Regions from separate parts of the Hordeum vulgare genome. Here region 2 is linked to region 1. A link is a contact called in public Hi-C data. All regions are on one chromosome and are shown on one strand. The core of a region is the stretch at or near the end of the contact, and the rest is flanking DNA. Distances in the headings are between cores, read along the strand shown.

The links. A called contact is a pair of places that touch in the nucleus more often than the background predicts.
Region 2: a Hi-C map of leaf shows a contact between it and region 1, with 4 times the contacts expected there. The contact joins two enhancer-like sites. A contact is called at or near these places in 2 of 6 Hi-C or Micro-C datasets (leaf and seedling).

The regions. Positions count from the first base shown.
Region 1 is chr1H:432,066,877-432,074,746 of MorexV3_pseudomolecules_assembly, forward strand. No RefSeq gene overlaps it. Among protein-coding and RNA genes, the nearest start is that of LOC123442913, 71 kb to the left of the region's middle. Within about 2 kb of position 3,800, at least 3 of the 3 cell types and tissues checked have open chromatin away from gene starts, as enhancers often do. A contact at or near this core is called in leaf and seedling, where this site is marked.
Region 2 is chr1H:432,428,980-432,436,849 of MorexV3_pseudomolecules_assembly, forward strand. No RefSeq gene overlaps it. Among protein-coding and RNA genes, the nearest start is that of LOC123412921, 40 kb to the right of the region's middle. Within about 2 kb of position 4,267, at least 3 of the 3 cell types and tissues checked have open chromatin away from gene starts, as enhancers often do. A contact at or near this core is called in leaf and seedling, where this site is marked.

The DNA of each region.
Region 1 (7,870 bases), core at 2,550-5,049:
CAATGGTTTACAGATGCAAGAAGATATGGAACTGATACCCCTTCCGCAATGGAAAAGAGCTCAAAAAGCCATCATAGATCAATGTTTTTAAACTATCATAGTACCATTACCTTCCACCCAAATCTCGTTCTCATTTTTCAAACGCTTAATAATATTATGTCTTCTTCTTTTCACACAAAATTATGAAAAATGTCGTGGCTCGACCTCCATGATGGAGCCAACTGTCTCTACCTTAGTGCACCCAAATTTTTTTCTCTTGCTTTAGCATGTTTTCAATCTGAACCACTATTTCTTTGTTTTGCTTCTTGCGATTGTCCATTGTAGCCCATTTTCACACCAATCTTCATCCTAAAGATACAAACGTTGTAGCAAGCTACTAATATCTTCTAATCCATGTTCCAAAGACCCAATCCCTTCCTACGATCCCCGCATAATCGAATGAGGAAACCTCATCAGCACCCCTAAACCCTAACCAATACCGCAAGGAGGAAGCAGGCCAGGGAGGACATGGCTTGTGTACGGTGAAAGGTCGGACCAAGTGGACTCATGGTGGCATCGTTGCTATGAGGACTGGGAAATCATATTCGCGAGAGCTAGGGGAGAACTTTTAAAGTCATTGATATATTGTATTAACTTTTTAGGTAGTGATGATCCAGTCGTGACCGATGAGCATAGTTTCATGACGCTTGTGACGGTGTCGTATGGCTGACGTGAAACTGAATTCTTGCACTTAACCATTAAGACGGGGCCCCACCTGTAAGTGTCTTTGTGAGGCCCTAATTGTTCACAACTTAGTCGAATTTGATGGGCCTTACTTACTCTATATCATCAAAATAAAAGAGTCCCATATTTTTCATCGACCTTATATATGACGCAGAATGATACGCATAAGAGATCACGCCCAAAGGCGCGAGTAAGTTGTTTTCTTAGCGCCCGACGTAAAAATCCAAAAAAACATAGTGTGTTGAGGAGGGATCAAACTCACATAGTGCGTTGAAGATGGGCCTATGGCCCATGTGTAAGTGTTTTCACAAGGCCCCGATTGTTCAGAACTTGTTGAGTTTGATGGACTGACTTACCTCTATACCAAAAGAAAAGAGTCATATCTTGTTCCACGGACCTCGTCATATAGGAGATTAACGCAACGGAGGTCAAGCCCACGAGGGCGCAAGTATGTGTTAAGGAGATTCAAATTCTTGTGAGCTCCTACGTGTCGCTCTACGCGGCAAGGAGTTGGGCGCACGCACAAGGGGTTCGCCCCGACTAGGCCGACCTAGGCTTTGTTTTTGCCTAAAAAACAGATAATTTTTTTTCTGTTTCTTTTTTCCTTTTCTGCTCATTTCCTTTTTCTTTTTCCTTTTTGAAAATCAACACGAACAAACATAGAATTTCTCAATCATTTTTTGAAAACATGAACGTTTTTATACACAAATTTGAAAACACGAACAATTTTCTAAAGCACGAAACATTTTTTGAATATTGGGAATAAAATTTTAAAACAAAGAATAATATTAAAAAATCTTGAAGAAATTTGGGACTGGGAACAAATTTTTAAACCACGAATATTTTTTGAATCTTAAGAACAAAATTTTGAAACGGAGAACAATTTTTAAAACACCGAATTTCTTTGGAAGCATGAATATTTTTTTAATCTTGAGAACAACTTTTTAAAAATCCTAAAAAAAAATTATAAACATGATTTTTTTTTGAAAATGTGAACCTTTTTCGAATTTTGAGAACTAATTTCGAGAAATAAGAACATTTATTGAAAAACATTTTAGAAAATCCAGAACAATTTCTTAAAATCCAGTGCATTTTTTGAAAATCTAGAACATTTTTCAAAAAAATCAAAAAAATCGAATTCCAAGAACAATTGTTGAAAATCTTGAACATTTTTCGAAAATCCAGAACATTTGTTTGAATCTTGAGAAATTTTTTTGAAAATGAGATTTTTTTTGAAAATCCTGAACAAATTTATAAACATGAACAATTTTTTAAAATACGATATTTTTTTAATTTCGAAAACAAATTTCTAAAACAAGAACATTTATTGAAAAACATTTTTAAAAATACAGAACATTTGTCTAAAAAGCAATTATTTTCTCGAATTTAAAGGACAATTGCTGAAAATCCCGGACATTTTTTTGAAAATCCAGAACATTTTTTGAATCTCGTGTTTTTTTTGGAAAATGAGAAATTTTTGAAAAATTCTGAACATAAACATGAATCTTTTTTAAAGATACAAACATTTTTTGAATTTTTAGAACAAATTTCGAAAAATAAGAACATTTAGTAGAAAACATTTTGAAAAACACAGATTTTTTTGAATGTACGGAACATTTTTTGAAACTCTAGAACATTTTGGTGAAAATCCAGAACCTTTTTTGTAAAAAGAAAAAAACATTTCCGAATTTGACCAACAATTCATGAAATTCCAAACATTTTTAAAAATCCAGAACAATTTTTGGAAAAAAGAAGAAACATTACATTTTTCTATTGTGTAAAAGTATTTATCGAATTTGAAGACCAGTTTTTGTAAATCCCAAGTATTTTTTGAATATCCAGAGCATTTTTGAAATATAAACAGAAAAAAGAGAAACAGAACAGTATAAAGAAAATAGAAATAAAAAAATAGAAAACCGGTTTAGGGAACCTTCTAAAAGGTTCTGAAAACCAGAAAAAACCGACAAGGAAAGTCTAGCTACTGCGTCGACGGTTTACGCAACCCTGTGCGAAGCATGGACAATTGGATGTAGTGAGCGGCATATAGAATTTTCCCAAATTCACGACCACGTACTCATGTACGTGCGCTGCTGGCCAACAAAACCGATGATTGCTAGTGATTATTATGATATGAAAAATATTTGAGAAGACATTGCACCATTGAGATTCAAATGCGCTTTTTTAAAATTGTCAAAAAAATTCTTGAAATTGTAAACAATTTTGAAATAGAATTTTAAAACCAGGAAGAATTTTTAATTCTATTTTTGGGTGCCAACATTTTTTTGAAAACATAAACAATCTCGAAATTTTTGGAAAGCTTTTAGAATTATTGAATATTTTTTATAAAATTGAACAAAAATCAAAAGTCCAAACAATTTTTGAAAACATGAACAAAATTTGAAACTCTATTTTCTAAAACATGAACACTATTGTAATTACAAACAGTTTCGTGAAATGGAAAGCTATATTTGAAAACAGGAACTTTTTTGAAACTCGGATCATTTTTACAAAATGTGAAAAGAATTCAAAATTCCAAACATTTTTAGAAAACAAAAACAATTTTAAAAAACGTGATTGTTTTGGAATGTTTTAATTATTTTCATAAAAAGAACAATTTGTGAATATGTTGAATGTTTGTCGAAATTTAAGATTTTTAAAATAAAAAAGAAAAAGAAAACAAAACATAAAAACAAACCAAAATACGAAAAAGAGAGTAACTGATTTCCGAAACCGGCCACGAACCTTCGATAAGTTTTACAAAATCGATGGCTCGCACAATCACATGTGCCGGCCATTATATCAGTCGGGTGTGCGATTGCTTTTCCTATTCGCTGCAGTTCCAGCGAAAGTTTCGTTCCTTTCGTGTTGTTTCTTTGTCGTTATTACAAGGAGGGATTAATCCCCTTAATTACCATGTTAATTAATCTTCACACAAACATCTGAAACTTGAGTTTTTATCTGCGTTTCATCGTGTTTAGAAGAGGAGAGGGAATAACAAGCTTCAGGCCATTATGGTTCGGCACGAAGGAAAGCCAGGTCCTTCCGTCGACGTGGGCTGCGGGCACCACACATATGTGTGCTGCGGGCAGCAGTCGGACACTCGGACTCGGATGGCGATGGCACGGAAGTACACTTGTTCCATCTGTGCTGGGCAGTGCGGCCTACTTTCTCGAAGGCTATCATTGCGTTTCGATTTCATCCAACGGGCTGGGTTTTCCCTGGACAAGTACTGTTAGCTTCTCTGTGATGTTCAGATCAAATGATCAATGATATACGCCGCACCATTGCGGGAAGACGCGTACGAGACAGATTTTTGTGAATTTTGCTGAACTTTTTGTGTGAGATGTTTCAACATGTTTCATCTACTGTATTCATGTAAACCATGTGTTGAAATCGACATTAAACAAGTCTTAGACCCAGCCGCAGTCTTGTAGTTTCACAAAAGATCTGTTGAAATTTGTATTTTGGAATTGTATCTAATATTTTTTTAGTCTTTTGGTTGAAACATATAAGCAAAATTCAAAATTCAGGTAAACCTGCATCTTCCCCGCAAAAAAAAGAAAGAAGGTAAACCTGCACTTTGTTCTTTCTGTAAAAACATGCCCAATTAATTCTGCACTCCATGGAAGCAGGAGAGCGACATTTTGGCTCCATGGTTGACGAGGATACCTCTTTTAGAGTTACATATTCATCATCGTGAGCACGCCGACTCAAGTTTGAGAAAAACAAAGACCAACGATTAGATCTCTCAGATGCCAACTCAACTATCATATACTTTGGTCTCTAAGTTCCAAGTGCTTATGCGAAGATGATGTTGTCTAAGGGTATTTCTAACTGATCTCCAATACAGCCATAAGAAAGTAATTTTTTTGATTTACATCCTTATGACAGACCTTGCTGATCCCCTAAAAACGTTAAAGGAGTATAATTTTTTACTCCAACTCTCTATATCCCCCAAGATTCTCCTAAATATACACCATCATGCGGCAGCTGAGTAAAACTTCCTCTCGCCGCCACCCCCCCGCAGCCGCCACCTATGACCTCCGAGCCGGCCGGAATAGATAGCCCTCCCGCCGCGAGTGCCAAAAAAAGTTTGGGGATGACAAAGAACCACCGGTTCCAAACTCCGCCTCCAACCGCGCCAATGGTGTCCGGTGTGGCCACCACATCTGTGATAACAACACTTCGCCCTCCCGCCGCACCTACAGGAGGCAAACATGCTCGAAAGCCGACGGCGGCGCTCGCCGAGGCGACTGCCAAGAAGAAGATGAAGAAGACAACGACGGTGCCCAGTCCAAAGCCCGTGCCTCGTGTGGCAACTCCGACTGCCCCTACGACAACTGCTCCGGCGCGAGCGACAACCACAACCCACAACAAAAAAAAACGCGACTGCCAAGTGCTTGATGAAATCCCAACAAGGTAAAAATATAACCTCGCGTCCCGTTGGTATTCAATAGTGATTGTTTATAGTACTTGCTTTGACATCGTAGAGCGGAGATGAACACGGCCAAATTCCTCGCATCGTTGGAGTCCTCGGCCACCGTTAGCATCGATGTCTCAACTATAACTCGTTTTGAGATCATTCGGACACCCAAGACATGGAGGAGGCCGAGGAGGAGGTCCAAGAGGTGGTGGACGAAGAGGAGGGGTGGTGGTGACCGAAGCAAGCACCAAGGCCTCAAGGATCCGCACCCAAAACTATAATCAAAAGGAGGACCTTGCGCTCTATGACGCTTGGTGTGCCATCTCCATGGATGCAACGATCGGAACGAATAAAACCAAGACCATGTTTTGGGAGAGGATCACCGACTACTACAACATCTTCGTGGACGTGTGATCAATCCGTACACAAGGTTCGCTTGGGCATCGTTGGAGCACCATCATGATCAATGCAACCGATGGTCCGACTGCATCCGGTTGCAACCAATGGATGGAGGCACAAGAAATTATTGGGAGCTCACTCGTGGACAAATCTTGGCCTATCTTCGGAATGTTGGTGGTAGCTGAGGGGGTGGTGGTGATGGTGGCCGAGGGGGTGGTGACGGTGGACATGGTGGTGGTGGTGGTGGTGGTGATGGTGGTGGTGGTGATGGTGGCCGAGAGGATGGTGATGGTGGCCGAGAGGGTGGTGGTGGTGGTGATGATGGTGGCCGAGAGGATGGTGGTGGTGGTGATGATGGTGGCCGAGAGGATGTCGAGGTTGATTTCTTTGCCGAGGACGTCGTTTGAGTGGCGGTGATCGAGAGGGTGGTGGTGCATGCCAAAGATTGGCTCGATCCACAACATATACACGCTATGTCTCTGGTGATTTTGAATCAAACATTATGTTTGAAGTGATGCCTTTTGGATGAACTTAGTATGTTTAAATTTGAAAAACACTGTGATGAAACTTTATGTTATGACGATTATTGCTACCCGCTTTAATTTGAATGATTTTAAGATATGTATTGTGTAGAGATTGTATTTATACTGATAATGTACAAACCACTCACAAATTTGATTTTACTCTACTAACTATAGTGGATCGTCTAGGTGCGGCCACCATTAGTGGAGCATAATTTTACTCCACCAACTTTACTCCAACTTTTACTCCACTAACTTTTAGGGGATCGGTTAGAAATGTACTAAGTTTGAATATATTTTGTATTGTTCATAAATGAAGTATCTAGGACGGAAAATGGGGAAACAAAGTGGGGAAACAAAATCGGGAAACAAAGTGGGCCGCGCTATTACTACAAGCCCCCCTTCGTGTCCCCCTCGACTGGCTATAGTAGCAGTGCGGCCGCTTAACATGCACCACAACTAACATTTTAGCCGTAGCGCGTGTATGTATCCCCGGCTACTACTATGGTCATCTTATCCACACTCTGCACGCTTGTTCGTGTCTCTAGCACCCTCCTCTCACACCCTCATTTTGTATCCCATCGTCGTCGTCACCCTCGCCCATCGCCGTCACCATTGCTGCCGAGGTATCTCCCTCCTCTCTGCTACCTCCTCCTTCCTCCTGCAACCCTCCTCCTTTCCTCCTCCGACCAGCCTCTTCCCTCCTCCTCTCGCCCTCCTCCCCCTCTTCCTCTCTCCTCCCTCCTCCCGTTGCCATTCTCTCTCCACCCTCCTGCTGTCCTCCTCCCTCCTCCCCCTCCTCTTCATTCCCCACTCCTCCCACCTCCTCTCTCCTAACTAAGTAGGTATATAATTTTTTAGTAAAATATTTAGTAATAGAATAGAATAGAAAATACAAACACTAGTTATAGAATTGTATATAAAAACTAGTAATAGAAACACAATTTTTTTAGTAAAAAATTATCAATCGAATACAAATGTGTTGGACAGAAAAATACCTTTACAGAAAATATAAAAACTAGTAATAGAAATAGGAAATACCTTTAAGTATTTTAGCAATCGAATAGGTTTTTTGAATATAGAAATGTTTCAGGTATCAAAATATGTTGGACACTTTAATTACTTTTACGTCATTATCACTTTGTCATCAAAGAATGCTATATGTTATTATTGGACACGTGTGTATGATTTTGCAACGAACACATCCTAGTACCTATGTTTTACCGGAATGTTGATTCATTTTTGTTTTGGCAAATTTCAGGCGCTCGATATGTCATATTTTAGCATTGGTCATGCCGATTTTTTTTATGGATTTCAGCATGACTTTTACTATAAAGTAGGAAATATCAAGTGACCATGATTTTCCATTACTCCATAATTGCAATGTTAATTGACTTATGATTTGGGTTGACTTTCAGTCTCTCGGAACTCCTCGTGTAACTTTCATTATGTTCTTGATGAAGGAATCCCAACTGTTATCGTGGGGGTCGTATCCCTCTTCTTCTTCTCGTGATATAAACCTTGGTATAATGCGCGAGAAAGGAAAGAGGAAGCGACCAACACCGATGGTCGAAATTTTTGTCGAGAGGAGTGTCCACCACATACACCACCATATTAGTACGAGTCATTGCGTGTGGTATACACTATGAGATATTGGAGTTTTTCGAGGAAGCCTCGACAAACCAAATGTCAACCCATATTGAATAGTTCCTTGTGTAATTGTCATCGATTTTTAATTTTTGAATCATGAACGCAGGAAATGTCTGATGATGATGGGATCCGTGAGTGTGATTTACATAGTGAA
Region 2 (7,870 bases), core at 3,017-5,516, 360 kb after region 1:
CGTCCCTGTCTATCCTCCCCCAGCAATCCACACACACACACACACAAGGATGCATGCATGCATGCAAGCCTGCGGAGCCTGTTGCAGATCACAAGTTAATCAGAAGGTAATCTTTCCATGATTCGTAAGTGCAGTGTAGCTACATCAGCAGCTTAATCTTATCACTGTTTGTACAATATGTCCGTTTTTCCCACGTGCCCGTGGGTCGATGGGCAGGCCAGGGAGATTCATCTCAATCATCGTAGCTAGAGTATATACCCTGTCAAATCGCAGCCGCGCGTAGAGTAGCTGGGTACGAATGGCGAACGTCTGATCTGATTTGACGCGACCTGGCCCGGGTGACTGCCTGCAGCAGAGCCCCTCGAGGTTTGTGCCGCGTCCGTAGAATGTTGCCACCCTCAATGAACCCTGATGCTATATACCTGCCCTGCAAGTCAAATCTTTCCCGCACTGTTCTCTCATTGCTGCAAGGAGGAGCGCTGGCTTGGAGGGAGGTCACAGTGCATCACAACTTGCTTAATAAGAAAAACAATTAGGTTTATGTCGTTTGGTTTGATCCACGGTTGGTGGTCGATGCATGGATCAGTGTCATCACTTGGCTGGGGATCCATGCATCGCCTGATTGCAGCTGGGTTAGTTGGGGGCATTAAACCGGCGCGCGGCGTACTCGGACATACGGGCCCCCGATCCGTCGACGATCCATGATGCTTGTAGAGTGTAGACGTACAGGGCCAGAGCGCGGGGAAGCGTCCGCATTTATGTATCCATGTGTGCGTGATGCACGCGTACATGTGTGCGTATGCATAGTTGCATACACGCCCTCTGGTCGACTGGCTGGCTGGGCAAACAGTCGAAGCAGCTAGCGTGGAGACTGGACTGGAGAGAAGAGCGCGTGCTAGAGCTGTGGCTGGAGAGAGAAGGAGCTAGCTTGTGTTGGTGCGGCGCCATGAATGCAGGGGATATTATTTATAGAGTTAGCATGAATGAATGAATATGTGTGTGTAAGGAGCGCATTGAATATCTCCTGCACAACGGCATTTTTGGGAGGCCTGCTGCTGCTCGCTCTCATTCATCACTCACTGCCAGCTCCTCCCTCTCTGCGTGTGTCTTGTCCTCTGTCACGGCTCTGCCAAATGCCTTCTGCCTCCTCCAAATCTCCCACTTTTCCTTCATGGCCATGGCCATGGCCAGGCCAGAGGGATGGCAGTCCGCCTGTCGGTCTGGCGCAACGAAATGAATGAAGGTAGGGAAGGAGGGAGATGGGCGGCATTTAAGCAGACAGTGCCAACACCAGATGCTTGTTTATTACTACATTATGATCGACCAATTCCTCATGCATGCATGCGTGACCTAGTGTGTGTATGTCATGGCAGCCCCGGCATGCTAGCTAGCTTGCGTTTGACCATTCCTTCTTGGAGTTTGCCCGCCGGTACCTATTCTGTGCGCGTCCTCTGCTACCTTTTCGCCATTCATTTATCGGTGGCAGGGAGCACGTTGAACAGCAACAAGGGAAGCAACAACCTTTTCTCTCTCTCTCTCTCGTTAGGGTCAAAAAAACAGATCCAAGATAGATAGATATAGATAGATAAACAGAGAGACGTGACAGGGATTATGTATGCACGGGAAGACGTCGAGCAGAAGGTTACAACGAATGAGGCGATCGAGACAGGAGAGGACGAGAGCAGTGGGAGCAAAAGGGATTTGCATGCATGCATGCAGTACCACGACCCCGCGTATCAGGCCGTGCTCATCATCGTCTAATCCTCCTCGCTCTCCTGCCGCGCTGCATCCTTTTTGCAGACAGGGAGAGATGTCGATGGCTTTGGCTAGCTGCTGCGTACCCTAGCCTGTCTGTCATCCAGAAATGATCCAGCCCAAGCGTGCGATGTGGCCCCGGTGCCAAAAGTTCATTTTAAACTCTGAACTCGTAGAGGTTCAGAGAAACGAATCATTAAACCGAAATTCTGGTCAATTGCATCCTGAACCATGTAATCCGGTCTAAATTAAATCGTAGCATCGTTTGAGACATAAAAATGCTGATATGGCAAATATCAACGGGGATTCGTCTAGCTAGGGGCCGATAGTGTCGACCACGGCGTGCATCCGTCCTCCATGCTGGGCCAACCCATTTGTCTTTTTTTGTCTGTTTAATTTTTCCTTTTTTATAAACAATTTTTCTATTACACTGCAAAAAAAGTGCATGGTCCAACCCATTTACCTTTTTTTGTCTGCTCGCTCATGGAGGTTTTCGAATTTATGGACTTTTTTAAATCGACGAACTCATTATCAGTTTTACAAAAGAAAATTCAAAAATCATAAATTTTCTTTTCAAATAGTTGAACTTTTTCTAAATTCGTAAACCTTTTTTCCAAAATTCGTGAGCTCTTTTTTGAAAATCCGGGTTCACAAGGTTTTTTCAAAAGTTCATCGATTTAGAAAAAAAAACATGTATTTAAGAAAAAGAAGGTAAGTAAACAATATAAAGTAAAACAAATGAAAAAGAAATGGAGAGAAAACGAAAGAAAGTAAAGAAAAGAAAGACGAAATAAGAAAACATTTTTTTTTTAAAGGAGCAATTGAACGCAACAAAAGTCATGTCTTGCTGGTTAGTTGTGCCTCCCAACATCAACTGATCTCGTGTTCGAGCCATATGGTGTGCTTACTTTTTTTATTTAAACAAAAAAGCTAAAGCGACTGGTCCATCAGGGGTCAAGGTTGCGCCCTTTGCGATTTTTTGTAACGAAATTCTTTTTAAGCGGTCCGGTCCATCAAGGAGCAGGGGTGCACTCTTTGTGAATTTTTTAAACAAGAAAAAAACTTAAGCAGGCCGGTGCAGCGAGGAGCAGGTGTGTGCCCTTGCGAAATGCCACCAATCCAAGCTATCCCGACTATCTCTGTTTGGAACGTGATCCGAAGATTTGATTTAGACCAAAATTGCATAGTTTAGGATGCAATCGATCGTTATTTTGATTTGAGGGTTCGCTTCGACAAACCTCTACGAGTTCAGGGTTTAAAATGAACTTTTCCCGTGAGTGAGTGATTGTATGATCGTCACTGGCTATGTGTGTGCATGCAAGATTAGCCGAACTTCATGTGCCACATGCATTTCCTTTTGTTTCCTATCTTTTGTGAGCAACCTAAAACCAGAATCATAACTTTGTTGCTGTTGTTGTTAAAGATTCCTATTAGGGTTGCCTACAGCGTGGCTGTTTTAGACCGACAGAATGTGTTTGTGATTTTCTTTCCTATGGTGTCTTAATCAATTTTTCACTATTTTGCCTCAGTTTTCACATGTTTTTTGTTTTTTCTTCTTTCCCATTTTCAATGGTTTTTCTTTGTTCTTTCTTTGGTTTACACCGGGCTTTTTTCAATTTTCCTTTTCAAGAAAAAGCACATGTCACTTTTATCCTTGCACATTTTACATTTTTGGTATACACAAGAAAATATTTTCTGTACAATTTTTAACATTTCACAAATACGAGGTCAACATTTTTTAATTTACATTTGATGCCAAAAATAATATGCGCATTGTACTTTCTGCATATAAACCTGAAACATTTTTTAACTGACGTTAGCTTTCTCAAATATATGAGTTTTTTTCAAATATGTATTTTTGTTATATAGTTTTCTTCATACACATTGCACAATTTTTTAATAAATATAAAACATTTATTATATCAACTAAAAATTAAAATAAATCACTATCATGTTTTTGAAATATATGGTTTGAAAAAAGTGAATACGTGTTAAACATTTTTCAAATCCATGTTGAAGCATGTTTTTGTATGAAATGATTTTTAATACTATGCAACCTGCTTATAAATCGAATTAAAAATAACGTTCAAAACATTTTATTTGAAACACGTGAACATTTTTCTGGATTTAATGTACATATTGTTTGAATTACATGGATTTACTTTACATTATATAAGTTTTAGAAAAATGCACATACATTTCTCAAACAAGTGAACATTTTTTCAGTGTCACATACATTTTGTTTTAATTGTATAACTTTTTTTCAAAAGCTGAGCCAATATGTTTTCCACTAAATTTACATTTTCTTAGTAAGTGATGAACACATAAAAATTAATATATATTTTTATATTATATGTATAAGTATTTTAAAAGAGAAATAAAACAAAATAGAATGCATTACAACAGCATGACGAGCCCGACGAGGTAGGCTGGCCGACTACTGGCTTGCATTAGGCGACACTCCAATACGTACCACTACAAGCCATTCAAAAACGCGCCGGGAAGACCGGGCGCTCCTATATCTCCCTTGAGCGAGTCCAGCTTCTGACTTGCTGAAGGGGCGAGCAGGATGGCCCAACCAACCCGCGCAATAAGCCGAAACCTCTTCTTTCACTTTTGTTTCCTGTTTCCTACTTTTGGTTTTTGCTTTATTTTTACACTTTCCTATATTGTTTTAAAAACTCATAATATTAAATACAAAAACACACTATAAAACACATTTGAAAATGTTGAACAAGTATTTGAAAAATGATGAACAAGTTCAAAAGTGTTGAAAAAGCATTCGGATATTGTTAAACCTGTATGGAAAAAATGTTGATCATGTGTTAAGGAAATTTAAAAGTAATTTAAATAATTTATATAAAAAAATTTCAAGAATTGTTTAAAAATGTTGAAAAAATATTTGAAAATATTAATTAGCCATTTGGGAAATGTTGAAATTAGTATAAAAAGTTGACCATATATTAGAGAAAGTTTAATCTTCTTGTTTAAAACTGTTAAGCAAGCACTAAAAATGTATATAAAAAAGGTTAACCATTTATCAAAAAAATGTTAATCTTGTCTATGAAAAGTTATAATCAAGCATTTCAAAATGTTAAAAATGTGTATAGATAAAATTTTGATCATATATCAAGAGATTGTTAAATTTGTACTAAATATATTTTAAAAGTGTATAAGAAAATGTGGTTGACATATAAAAAACGAAAAACAAAACATGGAAAACCAAAAATATAAAGAATATAAATTATATAAAATTAAACCAGGAAATAATAAGATGGAACATAAAATTAAAGAAAATAATGAAAAAGAATTTAGAAATCAGAGAAGAAAATGGAAACAAAACAAAAGAAGGAAGCATAAAAACTTGAGAAATCCGTCGCTAGTTACCCCAAGAAGAACGCCCCCCCCCCCCATTACTAAGAAACAAACATCATGTGGATGCCTTGGCTAGAAGCGTCGGTCTTCCTCTCTCTTTATTCTTTTGGAGAGACATAGCTATCACGCAGAAAACCAGGGAGATAAATACACTCATGGTCACTGTATTTGGGACGAAAGCACGATACGGTCACTGAACATTGGAATACGCTCGTTACGGTCACTGTATACGATGGGACGTGAATGTACGGTCACTGTAGCACGTATGCGGTGCGTACAGGCCTAGTTGACCACGTGCTGACCGATCGTTGGGGACAGGTGGCGATCCGCGGCGCCGCGGCAGTGGAAATATGCGAATAGCCCCTCAGGCATCACCTAATCCCCAATCATCCCTCCTCCTCCTCCTCCAATCACGTCCCCTGTTCGTCTTCGCCCAGAGAAAGGGGAGTCGCCGCCCCAGCGATCGTCGACGGTATAGTCGTGGCGAGGGGCTGATTTCGTGCGTCGTCGACGAGGCACCGCCGCAGCACTCCTTCTTCCCGTTGGACCCGACGTCGATGGCCCCTGTTCGTCGTCCACAAGGGGCACCTCCCCTCGTGTACAGTAAGTCCTATTTCCTCAAGAATATGAGCGTTTTGATGTTCAAAAACCAACCTTTTAGGGCCGCATTGCCTTTGTAGATGTGTTGTTGTTGTTAGTCAGGCCCGATTGTTCTAGGGTTTTGGTATGGGATTTGGGGGTAGGAGAATTGGGGCTTAGGGTTTTATCTCTTTTAATAAAATGTATATACAGCCGATTCTGATCTTGCTGTCTATGTGTTGGTGCATCGGGTCGTAGAAGCAGAAATTTCTCGGTTGAAATTAATCATGGTGGATTTTTTGTTGGGCATGGGAGGAACCGTGCTTATGTGAATGGTCGAGCCATCTGGTATGATAATGTGGAGAAGGTAACCTGGTCACCAATTCTCATTGAAAGCCTAGTTGAGGAAATAGGTTATGAGATGACAGGGAGGCTCAAAGTATTCTACTGTGTGCCCATCCTTACACCCAGTACAAATGGTCTAAGAGAACTTAGTGATGAGGAGCAGACAGACAGAATGATGGTGTTTGTTGATATTGGGCACCATTTCTTCAGTATATATCTAGATCATGATGACAGCTTGCAGGCAAATTCAAATGAAGATGATGTTGTGCACTATCCAAGAGCACATTTGCCTCCAGTTATCAGCCCTGCAAAGAGGATTCCCAGCAGTAGTGTTCAGTCTGAAACAGAGGAAGCAGAGGCACGGGCAGAAACAGAGCAAGCAGAGGCAGGGGCAGAAACAGAGCAAGCACATGCAGAGCCAGAGACAGGGGCACTAATTCCTCTGCAGGTTGTATTCCCTGAGCAAGAAACAGAGCAAGCAGATGCAAATACTGAAATGCAAGCAGAGGATGTTGGAGGCAGCACATCTATGAGGAGGAGTGCTAGGCAGAGAAAATGCACTTGTGCAATGGAAGAAGAGGATGCAGGTACTGACACAGATGATGAGGATTATGACCCTGGTCTACTTGTGGACAGTGACAATGAAATAGGCAATGATGATGATGACTTGTATGCAGATAATGTAGATGAGGATGAACCAGAACACAGGCAGGAAAACAAAAGTAATGAGAGAGCAAAGCATAAAGGGGATCAAGTGCAACCTAAAGCTCAAGACAAAGGCAAACAGAAGTATGATTCAGATGAAGACTTGTGTGAAGGTGAAGATTTGTGGGCACCCGATTCAGATGATGAAGAGTTGCATTTGAAGTTCAGGACTTTCAGACCTGCGCAGCGGATCAGCGGCAGCGCCAACGCCCGGCGGCGGACAGCAGAGGAGGACGAGCTCGTGAGAGACATGACCGCCAGAGCTTGCGGGGGACAGCGCCAGAGCGACGGTGGTGGCTGAGCAGAGCGACGGAGGCGGAGTAGAGCGACAGAGGGTTAGGGATTTGAGGGGGACGCCGCGGGTTAGGGATTTGAGGGATTGGGGATTTTGGTTCTTTTACAAAAAAACCCCCTTCATGAATCGTTGACCGAATGAGAGACCACTACGTGGCGGTCAACAATAGGTCAAACTAGGCCTGTACGCACCGCATACGTGCTACAGTGACCGTATATTCACGTCCCATCGTATTCAATGACCGTAACGAGCGTATTCCAATGTTCACTGATCGTATCGTGCTTTCGTCCCAAATAGAGTAACCATGAGTGTATTTATCTCAAAACCAGGGGCGTATCTTTGTCTCGCCCGCAGCAATAGGAAAGAGAAAATTCTATTCACCGCTATCTGCGCCGAATTGCCCAGACTTCGCACAAGGGGATGGATGTAAGCGAAGCTCATGGACCTGCCCACTTCCGGCGGGTTTGCTGATTTTGGAAACCTTCTAAAGGTTTCAGTCGTGTTTTTTTTGGGAAATTCTAGAAGTTGTTTTCTGAATTAATTTCTGTTTATTTTTTTATTTTTACCTTTTGTTCCAAAAAATGTTCTAGATTTCCAAAAAATATATTGGATTTTCACAAAATGTTATTCAAATTCAAAAAAAACATTTTTATAAAAATGATTTAAATTTTAAATAGTTGTCGTTTTTCAAAAACATTCATAAATTTCAAAATTTTCCAAGATTTTTCAGAAAATGTTCGATTTTTTAAGAAAAAGATCTTTATCTTAAGAAAATGATTGGTATTTTGAAAAAATATATGAATTTTCTTTTTAAGT